2 separate regions of the Mus musculus genome follow, and region 1 is linked to region 2. A link is a contact called in public Hi-C data. All regions are on one chromosome and are shown on one strand. Each heading gives the region's core, a stretch centred on a gene start, on an enhancer-like site or on the middle of the called end of the contact. The rest is flanking DNA. Distances are from core to core; before and after follow the strand shown. Region 1 holds the start of Chrm4 (cholinergic receptor, muscarinic 4). Region 2 overlaps Ambra1 (autophagy/beclin 1 regulator 1).

Region 1 (6,883 bases), core at 106-2,605, 130 kb after region 2:
AACTGAGCCTCTCCTCTCCTGTGAAGTGGGGGCAAGAACAATAGCACTTCCTTCATTTTTTCCTTCAGAGGATCATGGAAGACCAAAGCGCCCATGGGAGGGAAGATGGCTTCTCACACTAGCCTGCCCTCAACTTTGTCCAATGTTGACGTCCCTCTCTTCAGCATGGAGAAACCTGAACCAGGAGCCTTCTCTCACGGACTCTAGCTCAAGTCTCCACTCATTCATTCTCTGTTCCTAACTCCTCTGTCGTTACAAAGCTATCCCTACCACTACCACTGTCCCCAGGAGCCCCTACCAGCCCTTGCAGGAGAGTAGAGGAGAGCTGAGACTCAGGTGGTTTTTCCAAGAAGTCAGCCGGCTTAAAGTTAATTGGCTGTTGACACTCAAGAAGCTTTGTGGGTGACCGGTACTCAGGACCCCGGGCGCGAAGGGGTGCATTCAACCCTGGCTGGCGGGTGCTTGATCTGAGCAACTGGCCTTCGCACCAAGGACGTGTGGGGCTGTCCGAGGTGCTGAACCTGCCTACTTTGGGCCTTAGCCTAGTACTGTTGCGGGAGGTCTAGGAGACTGGACTTTCCTTCATGGCCTGTTCTGTCCCAGGTGACCTTGGGCACCTGGCTTCCCCACATAGGCAGCGATGAACTCATTCGCGGCTGGATAGGAGACTCGTGCCATCTTCAGTCTCACAGCTAATGCGCGTCCCTTCCCGGGCGTGGAGAGTGACAAGATCTTTAGCCAGGGTAGATGCTCGCCTGTCCAGTCTCACCTGCTCTTCCCCAGGCCCCGACGGCTGCAGTCTTTTGGCTGTCCAGCGGCTATCAGGCAGCGCTCTGTCCCGACAGAAGCACGTTGCTAGATCTGCCCCGCCGCACACCAGGGGCCTGTTGGGGCCAAACCCTCAAGACCAGGATTTAACCTCAGGCGGAACGACGAAGGGGCTACAAGCCGTGGAGAGGTTCGAAAACACTTCGGTGTCCAGAGTGCGTGGTTAGGGCGGAGGCGGGGCTCATAGCCAAGCTTGGCCGCCTGGTTCTTCCCCAGCCCGCGAGGGGGCGCCTAGTCCCCATGACAACGCGGACAGCCCCCACCCCACCCCCCGGAGGGCAGAGCCGGAGGCTAATCCTCCCTGGCGACTGTGGGCGGTGCCCTCGGTGCTGGAGTCCGGAGTTGCGGGCCATCTCCCGGGAAGGGTGTGAGCATCAAGGGTGCCTGACACTCCAGGTGGTGACCCCCGCGCGTCGCCGCTGGGTGACCGGCCCCGGGCGGGCGGTGCGTCCCCACCACGATTGGCTGCTTCCCTGTGACATCACGCGGCTCGGAGAAAAGTGCGAGCGTGAGCGCGAGTCGGAGCCACAGCGCCGGGAGCTGCAGGCGAAGCAGGGGCCGCCCCTTGGCACCCTGTCCCCGCCCCCGGCCCCCGGCCCAGTCGCCCACCCCACCGACTCGCAGGGCCTCTGGCTAGTTCCGCCGTCTGTCCGGCGCCAGCGGAGCAAGACAGAAGCAGCGGGTGAGTAACTCCGCGGAATCGCGGGGGCGGGGGGCTTCTATGCAAGATGAGGATGTAGGGTTCTGGGACCCCCTGAAGGTCTCCAGAGGTGGGTCGGGCTGGAACAGGGCCCCAGACCCCTTTGAAAGGCAAGCGCGGTGCGGAAGGGGCGGAGAGCTCAGAGATGGGGCACCCCTCTGGAAGAAGGACCCCAGGTCTCTAAAAGGTTTCTCTAGGTGAACCTCTAGGGATTGGTGATCATTGAGAAGGCTAGGGGAGGAATAGTCCCAGCCCACAGCCCAACCCCGAAGCAGAGCAGCCGTCGGGTCAGGACCCACACTCCCTCACTCCCTCCCGTTGGCTCTTCTTCAAGGCGCCGGAAGATGAAGCCCCAAAGCGCCCGTTTCCCGCCCGTCTCCCTGCCCTCCGTTCCCACCTTGGCCCACCGGGAGCCTCCAGTACGCTCTAGCCCGTTGGAGTCCTCTGTCCGCGACCTTGAGCCCCGACGGAAAACACCCCTGTTCTCTCCTGTTTCCCTTCCCCCTCTCCAGGAGTACCCTCTCTTTTACTCATCCGGGGAGATACATCTCCCAGCCCTCCACCCTCCCAGCTCTTAGAGGAAGTGTTAGGCACAATGATTTGGCCCAATATCCAGCACCCCTCTCTCTTCCCCTAAAGTACAGAGGCTTCTCTCCGCCTCAGGAACAGTCCTGGGGGCCATAGCTTTCCTGAAGTGATCACTTAATAATCGAAAATCTACCCCACGGGCGCCCAGAGCACCCTTTCCCGACTTGTCCCCAGCAGGGGTAGGGGCTCGAGAACCCGCGGAAGCACATTGCCCACGCCCAGAGACTACAGGAACTGCGTGCCTGGGGGTTGATGGGAGGGCGGGGCATCGGAGAACCTTGGCCCTTTCGACCAGGACCCAGACGTGATGGAGCCGGGAGATGGGCCCAAGGGTAAGCCCCGAGATTGTCTTTGAGATAGACCTGAGCCCACAGCTTGGGAACTCGGTGCCTATTTTGACTGACAGGACTAGACAGGGCCTCTCCAGGGGTTGCGGGTTGAAGAGTGAAGAACAATTTTACCCTCCTGACCCAGGCCTCGACTGGGCTCCCCGTTTGGAGGCTCTACCCCTGCCCTCAATGCGTAGGGCACATCAAACTGAGCTCGGTGACCCTCACGGCTCGACGACTATCGCAGAGGCTTCTCGACAGAAGTCAGCCCACTGCTGGGACTGCACGCTCTCCATTCTTGACGATGCAGTTAGGACCAGGTGCCTGGGGCCACTAAGATAATGGTTCCAAAGTCAGGGTTTCTTCGCAGCCCAAATTTTGCTCCTTTCTCAACCCTTTCCCCACCCACAGACCGGGCGCTTGCCGGTGGTTCCCGCCATGGGAACTGGTCATTCGCTGATAGTCCAGCATTTGCTCCCGCACACAAATTCGCGGTTACGGCCACCCAAGCTCTATGGCCAGACACGCACACACATGCACACGCACGTGTCCACATGGCGCTGGTATGCTCACACGTTCAAAGGCGCACCGGTATCCAGGCGTGGCGGGGCGCACACTGGCACATGCAAACAGCTACTAGTGTCTACTCGAGCTCCCGAGTAGTCACACACAAACACAACTCGCACTCGTTTTCCCACCTACACGTTCCTTGATGGGTGCCTTGCGGGGTGCGGGTGGAATCCCGACGCCCTAAAGTTTTTCATCCTCGAAACCCTGGCCGAACCTAAGGGACCTTTGTGGCAACCTGGGACCACGGAGACAGGCAGTATCTCCCTCCCTTTGCTCCTTTGTGGGAGAAGCCCTGCCCTGACGCTTTTCTGTATTTGCGGTTTACTCTGGGACTTGACGTGGTGAACCTCCGGCTCGGGGTCCGGAGCTGGCACCGGGGACCGACATTGCCATCTAGCGGTGCTCACAGGCCAGGGTGATGGCTGCTTGCCTTCTCGGATTCTAGATGGGCGGGATTTGGGGGGGGGGGGGAGGCAGAGAATTGTGCCTGAAGGTGCTGTGGTCTGAACATCTGAGAGACTATCAGAGAAGTCTAGAAAGAAAACTGGGACCAAGTTGAGAAAACTGAATTTACCCAGTCTGCATCTGTCGGGGCTCCGGGAAGACCAAACCACCCACCATTCATCTGGTCATTTACTTGTCAAGGCTGTTTCTTGGTCCCAGGAGGACAAAAGGTCAAACCCAAGTGAGGGAACTGGAATATGAGGGTTCCACATCTAAGATGCATCTTGGGGGGCTTCTATCCTGTGTGGTTTGGGGAATATCTTGGAGATAAAGTGTCGCAGACCCTCCCCTTCTTACGAATGGATGACTTTGATCAGGTTCATTATCACGATGCCCTTCGGTAAGAGGACTTTTATGTCTGTAAGAGGAGGTTACCAATAGTACTTACCTTGTCTGGGTGCTATAGGCAGTAAACTTTGAGGGGCTTCTGACTCAATAAACAAGAGAGATTGTATTTTTCCTAGCTCACACATCTTGCCCCCCACCTCCCCACCTTCATCTTCTTATCCTGCTGGCTGCTGGCTGTGCTCTGGTCCTGAGAGACTAAAGTGAAGGTTTCCTTGGTGCATGCTAATGGCTCCCCTACTGCCTCGTCCCTGTCCCTGCCAGTGGGTATTTGGGGTGGGGTGAGGTAGGGAGAACAGCCTCTATGCTTGATGCTACCCTCCAAGCATCTGATGCTTAAGGCCCCATTTTGGAGCTGAATACCACTGTGGAGTCCCTTGAAAGAACTGATCTGTCTTTTGCCCTTGACTCCTTGGGTGACCTTGGAGTGTCACTACCCCACTTCCTCCTGTCTTCCTTTGACCAGTGGATTTAACTTTGAAGCCAGAAGGCAATCTCTTGTATCTCTTGTGTTGGAGCTGGAGAGCTTGGCCCAAGCTTGGCTGGTGCCATTTCCAGTTGGAGAGCAAGCTGAGGTGCTAAGGGGGTCCCCTGGCTGTTCAAAGGCCATAGTGGGACAAGATCCTCTATTTTGTAAATGACAGAACTAGTTCTCAGAGGGCAAATGGTTCTCCTCGGACTGTACAGCTAGACCTTGCTGGCCTACTATTGAACCCAAGCTGCAGACTTGGCGCCTGTTCCTCCACAGCTGGCTGCTGCACCCTCTCTTCCTCTTACACACACACACAGGCTCGCATGCACGCGCGTGCACGCACACACACACAGATGCACACACAGACGCACAGGACTGCGTATACGACCTGCGTGTGGCTGAGATGGTGCCTTTGTGCGTATGTGGAATGCTTGTGTGTTGGCGGGTGTGAAGGAGGCTGGGCTGAGCGGCTGCCCTGGCACAGCGTGCTGGGCGTGGGCCTCCCTCACATGTATGGAAGAGGAAGGGGAGGAGGAGAGATGAAGGGAGCCTGGTGGGAGGGAAGGCAAACTCTGGGGAGGGGCTCTGTAGGACTTTAGCTGGGTCATCCTCTGTGTGGGATGTGAACTCTTAGGCTGGCTCCGGGGTAATTCCCTCATCTTTTGGCTCCACGAGGGAGCTTGTCCTTAGTTCTTGGGAAATCAAATAGACCCTTCTTCAGCTGCTGTGTCTTTCAGGCTTCTGATTTCTTTGCTGGGGATCTAACAGCCCCCACTCTGTCCATTCTTCACCCCTGGGACTGGGCTGGGCAGGCGAAGCTGAACTTCCTGCGTCATCTCTCTAGTCCCTTTCCTATTCTTCCTCTTCCAGGTGTCCCAGCTCCCACCTCACCTCCTCTGGTCGCTAGCGTGACCTCCCTAGCCCTTAGAACCATCAGGTCCTGTGTCTTTCTTGACTGCTCTCCTTGCTCCCAAATGCACTGGAGCAGCCACAGGATGTCAAGGAAATGTGGAACCTTATTTAACACCTCTGAGCCTGTTTCCTCAATATCTGCCTTCGGTTGTGAGGAAACACAGAGTGCAGGAACTCAGTAGACAATCTATGCTGGCTGCGATGATGATGATGGTGGTGGTGGTGGTGATGATGACGACGACAGTGTAGGAATGGGAGAACAAATCTCCCTTGGCCACGATTGGTTAAGAAATGTCCACGTGGCTGGACATGGTGGAGCATACCTGCAGTTCTGGTCCTCTAGAGGCAGAGGCAGGCAGATCAAGGCCTGTGACTTTGAGGTCAGCCAGGTCTACACAGTAAGACCTTCTTTCAAAAACAAACAAACAAAAAAATTAAAGGAAGAAGAAGAAAGAAAAGAGATGAGCAAGTGGGGCTGCAGATGTAGCTCAGCGGTACACGTGTGTGGCACATGTCTGCCATGTGTATAGCTTTGTCTACAACCTTCAGTAACCAAAAAACAGGGGTTGGGAAGTGACAGGCCTGAGTGGGCAAACAACTAGACATTTGGCCCCGCTGCCTGCTTCAAGTCCTTGGGGCCATTTCCTCATGCCCCTTGCTTTCCTGAGCTCTGTCTCTGGGCCTTTGCCGTATCTCCTTGCCTTCCTTCCCACCAGCTTTCCTCCTTGCCCTCATCTGCGTCATCTTCAGGGTGAGGCCGGTGATCAGCCAGCAAGCACCAAGTTCTCTCCCGTCTTCTCTCTCAGCCTTCCCTTCACCATCTTCTTTCTAGCAGTGTCCCCCTCCCCCGCCATGTGTTTCTGTTTCCCCCCAAAACTAGATGATCCATTCTGAGATGGGGACCATGTGTGTTCATTCACTTTTATAACCTCAGCCCTGAGCTGATTACAGTACTTGCCTGAGGAAGCTTCCAGTAAACGGTAGAGGACTGAGAACTCAGGAATGGTTGGCACAGGGAGCCCTGACATTTTCCTGGATAAAGTTCCTCCAGCCACAGTTTGTGACTCCTCCCCCCCTCCCCCCTCCCCCATCCTCTTCCACCATTCACTTCTGTGCTGTCTCCTTCCTCCTCCAGCCACTGCCCACCTGTCTCCAGTTGGGTTCAGCATGGCGAACTTCACACCTGTCAATGGCAGCTCAGCCAATCAGTCTGTGCGCCTGGTCACAACAGCCCACAACCACCTGGAGACAGTGGAGATGGTGTTCATTGCGACAGTGACTGGTTCCCTGAGCCTGGTGACTGTGGTGGGTAACATCCTGGTGATGCTGTCCATCAAGGTCAACAGGCAGTTGCAGACAGTCAACAACTACTTCCTGTTCAGCCTGGCGTGTGCAGATCTCATCATAGGGGCGTTCTCTATGAACCTTTACACCTTATACATCATCAAGGGCTACTGGCCCCTGGGTGCCGTGGTCTGTGACCTGTGGCTGGCCCTGGACTATGTGGTGAGCAATGCCTCTGTCATGAACCTTCTCATCATCAGCTTTGACCGCTATTTCTGCGTCACCAAGCCCCTCACCTATCCAGCCCGCCGCACTACTAAGATGGCAGGCCTCATGATTGCAGCCGCCTGG
Region 2 (6,110 bases), core at 1,955-4,454:
TGGCCTTGAACTCAAGAGCTCTCCTTGCCTCTGCTTCCCAAATTCTCAGATGTGAGATTCTTCAATCCATAATCTATGCAAATATTCCTAAATCTTCAAACCTCCAAAATTAGGAACATTTCTGGTCCTAAGGGATACTCCAATAGCAAGAACTTGGTATTTATAGTGTATATTAGTGGCTGGATGGACTGTTATTACAAAACTTTATTTGGATGTGGTATGTGTGATTCTTATGGTTTATGTTCCTATATTTAACCTTTATAGTATTAATCTTCAAAATATATTTCTGACCAAACCCCTTTTAGACATTATGAGTTGAATAAGCAGGACATTTTATATTCCTGATATATATATATATATATTTATAATCCAAAGAACTAAAAAAATTGGCTGAATATTGGACTACACATTCATGTTTGCTTAGTATTGTTTGTTGGTTGGTTTATGTTGGACATTAAATCCAGGGCCTCCGTTCATGCTAGACTCAACCACACTCTATTTCTGAGCTACATTCCAGCCTTACATGTGTTCTTATTTCATCATAAAAATTTATGAGATGGGGATTTCCCATCAAATGTGGAAACTAAGAATAAATTCTTAGGTTGCATAGCCTAAGAGGTGGTGATACAAGATAGAGCTTAAGCTGCAATCTGCCTAATTCTGAAACTTGGATCCCAGATTTCTACCCATTTTTGTTGTTTAGAATTTCTGTTGCTTAAACTCAGACCATTAAAATATGTCAAAGAGGTTTAGCAACAACAGCAGTCTTGCCATTTGGGTTAGATAACCCTTCACTGTGGGAGGCTGTCTCAGTCTTTGAAGGGTGTTTAGTAGTACTCCTGCTGTTACATAAGTAACACTCCCCCAAACCAGTTGCGACTACCAAAAATGTCTACAGAAATCGTCAAGTGTCCCCTGGGGAACCCTCCTCCAGAAAACACTGATAAAGTGTTTCATGGCTTGTTGTCCTTTGATCTGTCTGCTCTCTTACTGAGGCATCTTGAAAGGAACTGGCAGTGGCTTCAAAGTATCTTCTTAGGGTAGTTACAGAAGCCAGAGCTCTGGTGGCTTCATGCCTTTCATTGCCCCCACTTTGTCTTTTCTCTTTTGTTTGTGATTTTCTTAAATAAAATGCAGCTGGATAAAGTGGTATTTATGAAGTTTTTTTTTTTTTTTACACAGGTATCCATTCAGTAGACATTCAGATCACTTCAATTATAGCCATTAGTGCTAGTAAAAAGAAAGCAATTTACATGTTCTAATTATAGTGGGGACTATAAAATTTTTAGCAAGCTGGAAATGAAATGGCTTCCAGACTCCTCAGAGTTAATCTTCATCAGGGTTGTATGATTGACATGGTGGAGGACGTTAATGTGCAGTTCTTTTGGGGAACGGAGGAGGAGAGTGGAAATTGCAGTTTCTCTACTAATTGTACTTTAGGTGTCTCTTATGACAATTTCATGTTGTCTAGACAGAGGGAAATGGTAGAGAAGTTATTCCAGTGGATTCTCAGGTGCTGAGTCCGGATTTATGTGGTTGCTAATCAAGAACAGGGTGGAAGGGCAAGTAGAACATCCAGGAGGCAGATTGCCAAAGTCAGCTGCCACCAAGAGAAGCCCTCAGAACCCCAGATACCAAAAAAAAAAAAAAAAAAAAAAAAAAAAATGGCCTGTACTCCCAGCTCTGTGTTAGGTCAAGGACTAACTTGTTACATGAGGATGTGAGCTGGAAAAGCTGACCCTGTGATGGCTAATAAAACCCAGCCTACCCTGCTTTCTTTTACATCTCTTGTAAGGCTCTATTTGCTTCCTCTCCTTGCCTTTCTGGTTTGGGCCTAAAGATTTTACTTCTCATTATATAGTATTTTAACTATGTGAAGGTCAAGTCAAAGCCTGCTATTTAAAAGATGTTTTATCACAGTATTTTATGTATATGGGTGTTTACCTGGCAAGTATAACTGTGCACCATGTGCATGCCTGGAGGCCTTAAGAGAGTATTGGATCCCCTGGAACTACAGTTATAGATAGTTGCAAACCACCATGCAGGAATGAAACTCAGGTCCTCTAGAAGAGCATGAAGTGCTCTTAACTGCTGAACTACTTCTCCAGTCTTGGTTGTTACTCTTTTTTTTTCCCCCTCTCATTTATTTTGGCCTTGTTCTGAATTGTTTTGTTTTTGTTTTGTCTTGTTTTATTAACTTTTAAAGACAGGGTTTCTTTGTGTGGCTCTGGCTGTCCTGGAACTCATAATAATCCCCTTGCCTCTGTCTCCTGAGTACTGGGACTAAAGGTGCCACCCAGTGGCTATTACTTTTTAATGACTGGCCTTAGTCAAGCATTTTTAAATCTTTAGTTTAGTAATAAAGATGTGAAAAACTAGCTTAGGAGATAGTTACATGTTTCTTGGTATTGGTTCTATCGACATGTTCTTTGTAGAATTAATGGGTTTTGAGGTAGATTTTTTAGGATTTATATGAATCAAGTTAACCCAGCAGTCATAGTTGTGGAGTTCTATAAATCATTTTATGACTTTAGGGGAACAAGTTAGGATGCACGCAACCCCCTCCCCCCCCCCCCGTATATGTTGCCTCATAAGTAAGGTACATTCCAGCTGCAGCTTGTGAGATGTGCATGTGAATATATAGAACTACTGTATACCAGGCTGTTTTCAGAGTTCTGCTCTTAGGTAACATCTAGTGAAAAAGTCTCTGATTTAAATTCCTGATTCTAAAACTGGTCTGGGGTCTGTGAACAACCCTCCCAAGTTTCTCAGAGATATTGTATACCTCAGCTTGTACCTTTGAGTTAAATGTAGACAAAAGTGATTTTTTCATTATACATTGGAAGTTTCATAGCTATATTATAATATGTGGAGGATTTATTACAAAGCCAGCTATCAAAGAGGAGTGGGTCAGATGTTCCCAAAGGGGTCTGGCTAACTTTATCTAGATCATGATTGTGAGTTAGGTACAGATGTTGTGCTAGATTACTTGTGCTCTGATGTTTCACTGTCTGCTGCTCATTACCCAGAGGTATTGCAGAATACAGTACTGCTTGGTAAAGATGGTTTTTGTGCTTTTCTGGTAAAAGGCATTGTTTTGCATGTCCTGGTTTGTTTAAGCTTGGTTATAATAAAATAAAGCTGTTCCATACCACAGACATCATGAGCTCTCTCTGTAGTATGTCTGGTTGCCTTCCCACATCATCCCTCCCCATGTTATTACCCTTTCAGCTGTGGACCTGTTTTGGTCTCCCTCACAGCAGGGACAGGATTTGTCTGTCCGGTTCTGTTGGCAACTGCACCATGTACTCTTGAGTGCACCCCTAGAACTACGGGGCCCTACAGTGATCAGATGAATGCCTATCATTGGATAACTTAAATGATAATTGCTAGTGTGTGAAATAGGGAGGCTTTGATGCCTCTGCTTTAAATCAGAGATGTCAACTTGGAAATCATAATAGAGGTGTCATTTCAGAACACACAATTATTATTTCTTTTTTTTTTTTTTTTACAAAGAATAAAGACTTGTCATCTCCCATTCTGGGCATGCGCTGAGACAGAGATCTGGGGCTTACAGAGCAAGATTAAGAAATCTAGCAAGCAACATTACATCCAAGATTCTTTGACCTACTGCCTCTTTATCCCCTCCAAACATTGCCCTGTTTCTTTAAGAGGTCTCTTGAGAACTTATAGTCTAGGAGCATCAACGGTCATTTCCTAGGCAAGAAGCCAGCTTCTGACTTTATGATTTAATGAACCTCCAAGGGATCAGGCTTATTATGTTTATTAGGACAACTGTGTCAGCACTTTAACCTCAGGGCCTAAGTGACCAAAAGGATAAAGGATGATGTATAAGCAGTTTTTAAAAACCTTCCTTCATGAATTTTTTTAGTGTGCATTTTTTGACATCTCACATCCTTGTTTGAGACTCATGGGGTCAGTAAAGAACAATCAGATATGCTTTCTTTCTTATTCTTCCCAGTCTAGTTAGACTGCCTGCTGATTCATAAGCGTGGATATTTATTTGTCTCCTATTACATGTTAATTAGGATGTGAATTTTGATGGTGATAAAAAGATGACTTGGAACCAATACCAGCTTTTATGTAGCTTGTAAGTCTAAAAGCCGACACAGACATGTTTATAAATAACCGCAGGGAGAAGGTCTGGTTTTGTTTTGTTTTTTTTTGTTTTTTTAAAAAGAGAGCCTGTTTATGTAGCCCTGGATAGCCTGGAGCTTACGATATGAACCAGGCTAGTCTTGACTCACAGAAATCTACCTGTCTCCACTTCTCCCTCTCAAGTGTTGGAATAAAAAGTGTTCACCTCTATGCCCCGCCCCAGGAGATCTCTGTCTCTTAAGAGAGTTACCAAATACTGTGGAGTATTAAGAGAGTGGACTTTTGGCAGGAGAAGCTAGAAGTGAGTTTTGAAGGATTTTTTTTTTTTTTTTTTTTTTTTTTTTTTTGGTTTTTCCAGACAGGGTTTCTCTGTATAGTCTTGGCTGTCCTGGAACTCACTTTGTAGATCAGGCTGGCCTCGAACTCAGAAATCCTCCTGTCTCTGCCTCCCAAGTGCTGGGATCAAAGGCGTGCATCACCACCGCCTGGCAAAGGATTTTTATATGCAGCAGTGTATAGTTTATCTGTAACAGGAGTTCTCAAAGTATAGTCGGGAACTCCAGAAGTCTAGAGCCTTTTCTTTTTTTTTTTTTTTTTTTTTTATTATTATATGTAAGTACATTGTAGCTGTCTTCAGACACACCAGAAGAGGGAGTCAGATCTTGTTACGGATGGTTGTGAGCCACCATGTGGTTGCTGGGATTTGAACTCTGGACCTTCGGAAGAGCAGTAAGAGCAGTCGGGTGCTCTTACCCACTGAGCCATCTCACCAGCCCTCTAGAGCCTTTTCTAAATGTTGAGATGTCCTTTGTCTTTTCACTACATTCTTTCACGGAGGTATTGTGGGGTTTCCTAGACCACATGGCATATAATGTAATTATATAACTGATCACTAATTGAGAATATGTGCTCTTACCATTTATAATTTGAAATAAGGTTTTAAGTATTAGTAGATCCCATATTTTTAAAAAGTTGTTGGCTCCATGGTTTTGAAGGAGTTCTGAGATTAAAGTATGAAAACATCTGAATAAAATATCCAAAAGGAAAGGGAAATTTCACTGGAAACTTGCTCTGCCAAGGTACAGCATTTAAATTTGAGTTTTTAGGCATAAGGAGGCTATTGCTTTGCATTTGGCCCCTGAATTTAAACAGTAGATGTCCCATAGACAAGGTAAGGGAATTATCCCTTTAAGGCATGGGGCACCAGTGAGGTCTTCTGCCTGCAGATGCTGCACAGCTCTGACACTTGATGTTTGCACCGGTTGGAGAAGGCCTGAACATGTTTGTTGCCTTAGGATACTGTCTTTCTTTGTAATGTGACAACCAGGGTCAATTGTTTAGTAAAGAGGTGTTGTCATTACTAGACTACTTCAGACTTTCTGCTTCCCAAATTTTGGTATTTATTAAATTTAAAATAAAAGTTTGTTTTGGTTTATTCATTTGTTTTTAAGAAGGGGTTCTTGTAGTCCAGGCTGGTTTCAAACTTATACTACGCTGAAGATGATCCTCTTCCTTCCAACTGCCCAGTGCTGGAATTTTTGCACGTGCCACCAGATCCACCTGAAGGTTCTCTTTCTCTTCCGGATAATCTGTCTCATATCCCTTGACCACATTTCACCCCAGAGTTTTCTTTTATTGGTTTAGTTTTTTCTTGTTATTAAAGATCCATGTGAAACAGAGAACCTCTTGAAAATGTTTTTAATACTAATCAGAGAAAACATTCATATAAAATGTTAGGAATTTTACAATTTGACTTGTGCCCTCTGCAGAGCTTAATAATCTTTTATTATTTCGGTGAGGTGCAGTTAGAACCTGAAGTCAGTAAGCCATATCCTGCAGTCCTGTTCTTTCTCCTTTACATAGTCAGCTTTACAAGGCTCCCTCTCTCGTACAGTGAGTTGTATCCTCCAATCATGTTCCCACCTTAGCCCCCAGGATCTTGTTATGTTGCCCAGGCTGGCCTCTAACTTTTGATCATCCTGTAATAACCA

Evidence for each region. A called contact is a pair of places that touch in the nucleus more often than the background predicts.
Region 1: a Hi-C map of the N1E-115 cell line shows a contact between it and region 2, with 6 times the contacts expected there. The contact joins the promoter of Chrm4 here to the enhancer-like site in region 2. A contact is called at or near these places in 22 of 39 promoter capture datasets (the 3T3-L1 cell line, 3T3-L1-derived adipocytes, the C10 cell line and 15 more), 5 of 15 datasets of contacts at CTCF or cohesin (CD8 T cells, embryonic stem cells, large pre-B cells and 2 more), 149 of 484 Hi-C or Micro-C datasets (the 3T3-L1 cell line, 3T3-L1-derived adipocytes, the 63-12 cell line and 90 more), 31 of 115 datasets of contacts at active chromatin or transcription factors (the 230-238 cell line, CD8 T cells, T-cell acute lymphoblastic leukemia and 22 more) and 5 of 9 other capture datasets (adipose tissue, embryonic stem cells, liver and 2 more).

The regions. Positions count from the first base shown.
Region 1 is chr2:91,920,834-91,927,716 of GRCm38.p6, forward strand. It overlaps Chrm4 (cholinergic receptor, muscarinic 4), which reads left to right and starts at 1,356. Exons shown (of 2, transcript NM_007699.2): 1 at 1,356-1,510; 2 at 6,384-6,883. The coding sequence starts at 6,416.
Region 2 is chr2:91,790,952-91,797,061 of GRCm38.p6, forward strand. The region is part of intron 7 of Ambra1 (autophagy/beclin 1 regulator 1); the gene reads left to right. Among named protein-coding and RNA genes, the nearest start is that of Ambra1, 64 kb to the left of the region's middle. Within about 2 kb of position 3,205, at least 6 of the 459 cell types and tissues checked have an H3K27ac peak or open chromatin away from gene starts, as enhancers often do. A contact at or near this core is called in the N1E-115 cell line, where this site is marked.